2 separate regions of the Gossypium hirsutum genome follow, and region 2 is linked to region 1. Evidence: chromatin contacts called from public Hi-C data. All regions are on one chromosome and are shown on one strand. Each heading gives the region's core, a stretch centred on a gene start, on an enhancer-like site or on the middle of the called end of the contact. The rest is flanking DNA. Distances are from core to core; before and after follow the strand shown.

What was found. A called contact is a pair of places that touch in the nucleus more often than the background predicts.
Region 2: a Hi-C map of leaf shows a contact between it and region 1, with 1.8 times the contacts expected there. The contact joins the promoter of LOC107920633 here to the enhancer-like site in region 1. A contact is called at or near these places in 4 of 34 Hi-C or Micro-C datasets (all in leaf).

The regions. Positions count from the first base shown.
Region 1 is chrD13:40,941,515-40,944,364 of Gossypium_hirsutum_v2.1, reverse strand. It overlaps LOC107919846 (far upstream element-binding protein 2), which reads right to left. Exons shown (of 7, transcript XM_016849237.2): 7 at 997-2,503. The coding sequence ends at 1,268. LOC107920319 (tubulin-folding cofactor E) reads left to right here. Exons shown (of 17, transcript XM_016849976.2): 17 at 1-176. Among protein-coding and RNA genes, the nearest start is that of LOC107919846, 5.7 kb to the right of the region's middle. Within about 2 kb of position 1,339, at least 5 of the 9 cell types and tissues checked have an H3K27ac peak or open chromatin away from gene starts, as enhancers often do. A contact at or near this core is called in leaf, where this site is marked.
Region 2 is chrD13:41,031,625-41,034,324 of Gossypium_hirsutum_v2.1, reverse strand. It overlaps LOC107920633 (non-lysosomal glucosylceramidase), which reads right to left and starts at 1,316. Exons shown (of 20, transcript XM_016850441.2): 1 at 742-1,316.

The DNA of each region.
Region 1 (2,850 bases), core at 90-2,589:
ACCATCTTAACGCCCAGTACTTTTGATCAACGTACAAATTTTCGATGTCCGGTTATATCTTTACTAGATTCAGTGTTTGATTTGTTATAACATCAATAGTAGATAAAAGACTAATCGCTTTTATTTATCACAGATTACATTTAATCATTTATATTTGAAATGTTATGTTTTAGTCACTTGTGTTAACGTGTTGTAATATTTTAATCAATGAGTCATTAATGGTGTAACTGTAAACTGATGTGGTAGGTTAAATCATTTCGAACAAAAATTTTAAGTTAAAACTATATAATTGATCCTCATTCTTTTTATTGAGTAATTTAGTTTTATTTCTTTTATGTTTGAATTTTTCTTTTCTTTTTTTATTTTGCTTCTTCCTCTAACTTCCTCCATTTTTTCATCTTTTTTAATGTGCTTTTTCTATGTTTTTTATTAGTTAAAACTAAAGGGGAAGAACAGAAAAATAAAGAAAAAATATTAAATTATTCAAAAAAAAGTATAGAGATAAGTTTTAACAAATAGAAAATAAAAAAAATTATGTTAAAAAAGAAGAGAAAGGAGGAAAACAAATAGAGAAAATGAAAAATAAAGAAGTTAAAAGGAAAAAAAAGTTAAATTGTTCAAAATAAAAAAAATGGGAATATTGTTGCACTGTTAATGGTAATTAACGGCTCAATATTAAAATGTTACAAAACAATAACGCAAATGACTAAAATATAATATTTTAAACATAAATAATTAAAATGTAATTTGAGGTAAATAAAAATAATTATTTTAATAATTTAACCGTAAAATTAAACTAAAATAGGTATATGTATTTTGGTTTAAATTATAAAATTTTTAGTATCTTTCTTAAAACATTAGATATACGTCCAACAGGTCAACCCTCATGGGGTGATTTGATATTTTGATATTTGCAATTATGGGGTAAATTGACGTCCGTTGTGGTGCAAGCATGAAATAACCGAAACGTAAATATATAAATAATTCAAACGACTGTAAACGTTTCAATAGTAGAATAACATATATTAAATTTTAATAAAACAAACATGAAGGAACCAACATCGTTAGTAACAAAGTTAGGTAGCATTTGGTTGGCAATCTTTGTCGAACAAAACTAGAAAAGAAAAGAGAAACTAGTTGCAGTAGCGCCAAAAGTAAACAATAGCTAGAAGGCCTCAAAAACAAAATAAAGAAACACTACCTACAGAATGTCGGGTACGGTCCTGACTACATTAACCAACACAAGACATACAGGAAGACAGCCATGTCAACGCGGTGCAGCATACATCTGGGTGGAATCATACTGCGGATATCCAGGTTGGGGGGATACTGTTTTTCCATACCCAGCAGGTGCACTACCTGGCGCTGCAGCATAACTACCAGATTGAGGAACAGGCTGATCATAGGTAGGCTGAGCTGCTGTTGTTTGAGCATAAGTTGCTTGGCCACTGGCTGGGGGCGCACCATATGTTGCTGCAGGCGCACCACCATAACCAGAATCCTGCGCCCCTTGATACCCATAACCTGCATTGTTAGGAGCCTGTGTCTGTTCAGAGTAGCCTTGTTGCGATGGTGGGTATTGACCATACCCAGCAGCGCTACTTGCTTGTGCATATGCAGTTGGTTGACTGTAACCAGGAACAGGCTGGCTACCTTGCTGCGGATAAGCCTGGCCACCCACAGCTGAAGGCTGACTGTACCCATCACTAGGTGGTGCAGAGCCATATGGAGGATAGCTTTGTTGCGTTGGCCCACTTGATGCATATGCATACTGCTGCTGTGGAGGCACATTTGAACCATATGACTGAGCAGTTGGACCTTGATATGGTACTTCTCCAGGTTGATTGGCTGGAGGTCCATATGTTTGGGGTCCTTGTGACTGCATGCCATAAGATGGTGGCTTGCCATATTGCTGCTGAGGGGCATACCCAGGTTGAGGACCTGGCTGTGCATATCCTGGCTGAGCAGATCCATGCCCTCCATAAGGATGCTGAACTGGGGTATGATTTTCATACTTCTCTTCATATCCATGTCCGTAGCCATGCTGGGGAGCAGCTTGCGAATAGGGTGGTGGATGCGCATAATCTGCTGGACCACGAGGCTGTCCATAATTATAACTCGACTGAGATGGAGGCAGCCCCATAGCTGGAGCAGGTGAGGGACCCGGTCCATGACCAGGAATTGAAGTCAAATGTTGGTTAGAGACCCCCCCTTGCCTGCTGTAGTAATCATAACCTCCACTCTGAGGAGGTCCCTGCATGCTATGAGGCCTCTGCTCCCAACTAGAACCAAAGTTGCTCCTTGGAGCCATTTGGTGAGAAGGGTACCCACCATACGGAGGTTGATAATGAGAGTTGTGAGATGGATATGGTCCTCGTTGCTGATAATCATATGATGTCTGAGGAGGATGCCCCCGGGGACCCCACTGAGGTGGACCACTGTTTCCCCGAGGTCGATAGCCTTGCTGATTGAAACCACCAGAAAGAGGTGATGGCCTGACAGTCTATCCATTAAACAAAATAATAAGTTAGATGAGAAGGAATTTCATTCACCAATTTCGAGGGGGAAAATCGAAAGTAGAAAGTAAGCCTCAAAATCGTGCTTAACCATGTTAAACCAAAGAAAACAGGTTGCTAGAATGCTAGGAAACCTCTTGGTTAAAAATAAAAGCATATGCCAAAAACAGCATTTATGATGAAACCAATGATAATTTGAACTAAAATGAGAAATAAGCAAGATGAGAGGTAATTCTGTTGAACCATATCCTTATTCAAACTTTTTACGAATCAAGGAGATAAAAGAAAAAAATATCATCACTTATTTGACATACTAAATTTCTAGGCAGACAAA
Region 2 (2,700 bases), core at 67-2,566, 90 kb before region 1:
CTTTTATATAAATTAAAATGGGTTAATGTAATTTTTAACCTATATAACTTGATAATTAAATTATTTCTTATATTTTTTACTATGCACTTTTGATACCTAAATTTTGCTACTTAATTTATTTTAATATCTGAATTTAGATGTTGTAAAAGTGAAATCACACAATAAGATTGTACCAAAAAAATATAAGTATTAAAATGCAGTTTCCAGAAACCCAGAAAAAATTGTGTTTATTTATTAAGCTAACTTATTTTAGAAGGGAGTTAAATCTTACCATTTTATTCAAACAAATTTTTCTTTTAAATTTTTATGTTTAAATAAACTTTTATACTTTAATCCATATTTAAACTATGATGTTGATTTATTTAAAAATTTAAAAATTATTTAGCTATAAATTTAAAACTTCAATTTATATAAGTTGAAAAAATTAAAAAGATGTTAAAGAATACAAAAAAAAAACTGCTTCATAAATGATTGTTTGTTCATAAAAACCAACCTTCCCTATTTGCAATTGTTAAGAGCAAGGTTTTTTAGAGACTCACAGCATTCGTCAGAGCCATTCTTCAATATTTAAATCATACATATATAATTAAGCTTAAAAGTAGAACAAAGAATCCATTTATGTATCATCTTTTTTCTTTTTACTTTGAATATTGGGAATGAAAGTAAGTAGAACTCACAGTGCGGAAGACAAAATAAATAAAGGAAGGAAGGAAGATGTTGGTGAGAAGATACATGTCTAACCTGGAAAAACAGCGTTTCTTCGTATTTGTATGAAGTTGATGATGAATAATCGGAATCAGATAGATGTATAGGAATTTGGGTTGGCTTGACCTGCGTTTCAATTCATTTTGGTTTTGGTTGAATTTGTTTTTGTTTGAACATTTCAGAAACTACCAAAACCAAGAGGAGCACGGGAAAGAGAAAGAAAGGCAAAAAAATAATAATAAGCGAGGAAAAGTAAAAAGAGAAAAGGTTGGTTGATTATTGACAATTTTATTTGTTCTGATGTGATTTGGCCCTTTCCCTTGGCCGCTTTTATTTTTTATATATAAGTAAGTGGAAAATCTATTCACTTGGGAAAGATTAATTAAAAAACAAACAAACAAATGATGCTCCGGTAGGGAGGATCAAACTGCTCCAAAATAGATGCTGGAATATGACCATAAACCACGTCTAATGCTGATTTGGTTGCGAAAATGAGATCCCAGAATCCGGGTATGCTGCAAGTTTTCGCAGAATTTCCACTATTGAGCAAGAGAAGGTTGCTGGAGTTTCTGCGCCAGCATGCTCCTAAGTGCTTTGTGTTGATAATTGTTCTTGCCTCATGCCGTCCTTCCTTATTAAAAAAAGGATAATTCAAAATTATTATAAAAAAATAAAATTAAGGGTATTTAATATATTTAAATTTTAATAAATAATTAAAGCTAAAAACAACCACCCCTTAATAAAAAATCACTCACTAAAAAATACTTTAATTTGTTATAAAATAAAGAGAGATGGAGTGAATAAAGAACAAAAAAAATGGAATTAATAGATAATGTACTTTATTGATCATTTGGGATGATTATAATGCTTTATCAGAATATCTATTTATAGGCATAAGAAGTATAAAAGAAGTAGAGATCCAATTCTAATAACTATTAGAATTTAAAGTACATTAAAACTTTATCTTAATCATGATTGACATCCACTTAATAAGATATTCATAACACTCCCCCTTGGATGTCCATTGGTAGAAAATGTCCCTCGTTAAAACCTTATTAAGAAAAATCCTGTGAGATAAAAACCTAATGAAGGAAAAAGAGTACACGATCTATAATATGCATAATATGTTGCTTCATTAAAAACCTTACCAAGAAAACCCAATTGGACAAAACCTCGATTAAGGGAAAAAAAGTACAACGCGTATTTACTCCCCTTCATGAAAGCATCACATACTTTCTCATATTTTACGTATTCAATCTTGAATACTAGTTTTTCAAATGACTATTTAAATGTATTGCTAAGTATTTATATCACCATTCTTTTAAAAATCATGAGTGAGGGAAATTTGGAAAAATATATTTTGGTCTCTTCAGGAGATTCAACAATAATCATAACAAACTTTAATCATGATTCTTTTATAAAAACACAAATAGGTATTTTGGATCATTTTATAATCCTCTTCAACTACTATTCACTAAGTCAAATTTACCACATATATTCAAATTATTTTAATTCATATAAATGAACAATTTCTCGATAATTTCAATATGCTTCTAGCATCCTAAATCCTTCATGGATTTTAATATAAACTTTACTATATAGTGATTCATAAAAGGTTGTAACAATAATCATTAGATGCAAATTAAATCTTTTATGAATTGTCAATTTAATAATATATCCAAAGGTTATTGCATCCACCACAAAAGAATATTATGTCTTTTCATAATCAACGTCAGGACTTAGCGAAAAACTTTATATTTTTATTCTGCTTTTGCAGAACTACTTCAATTGAACCCTCACTAGCTTTATACCTTTAGATATTTGGACTACTAGTCCAAAAACTCTAGGAATTTAATTGTACTTGAGTTGTATCTTTCTATTTTGATCAATTTATTTCATATCTATATTTCTCAATAGATTTATTTAAGATCCTCTTTTTATCTCAGTATTTCAATAATAATATTGCATGTAAAATCATTGTCGACCACTTTTATT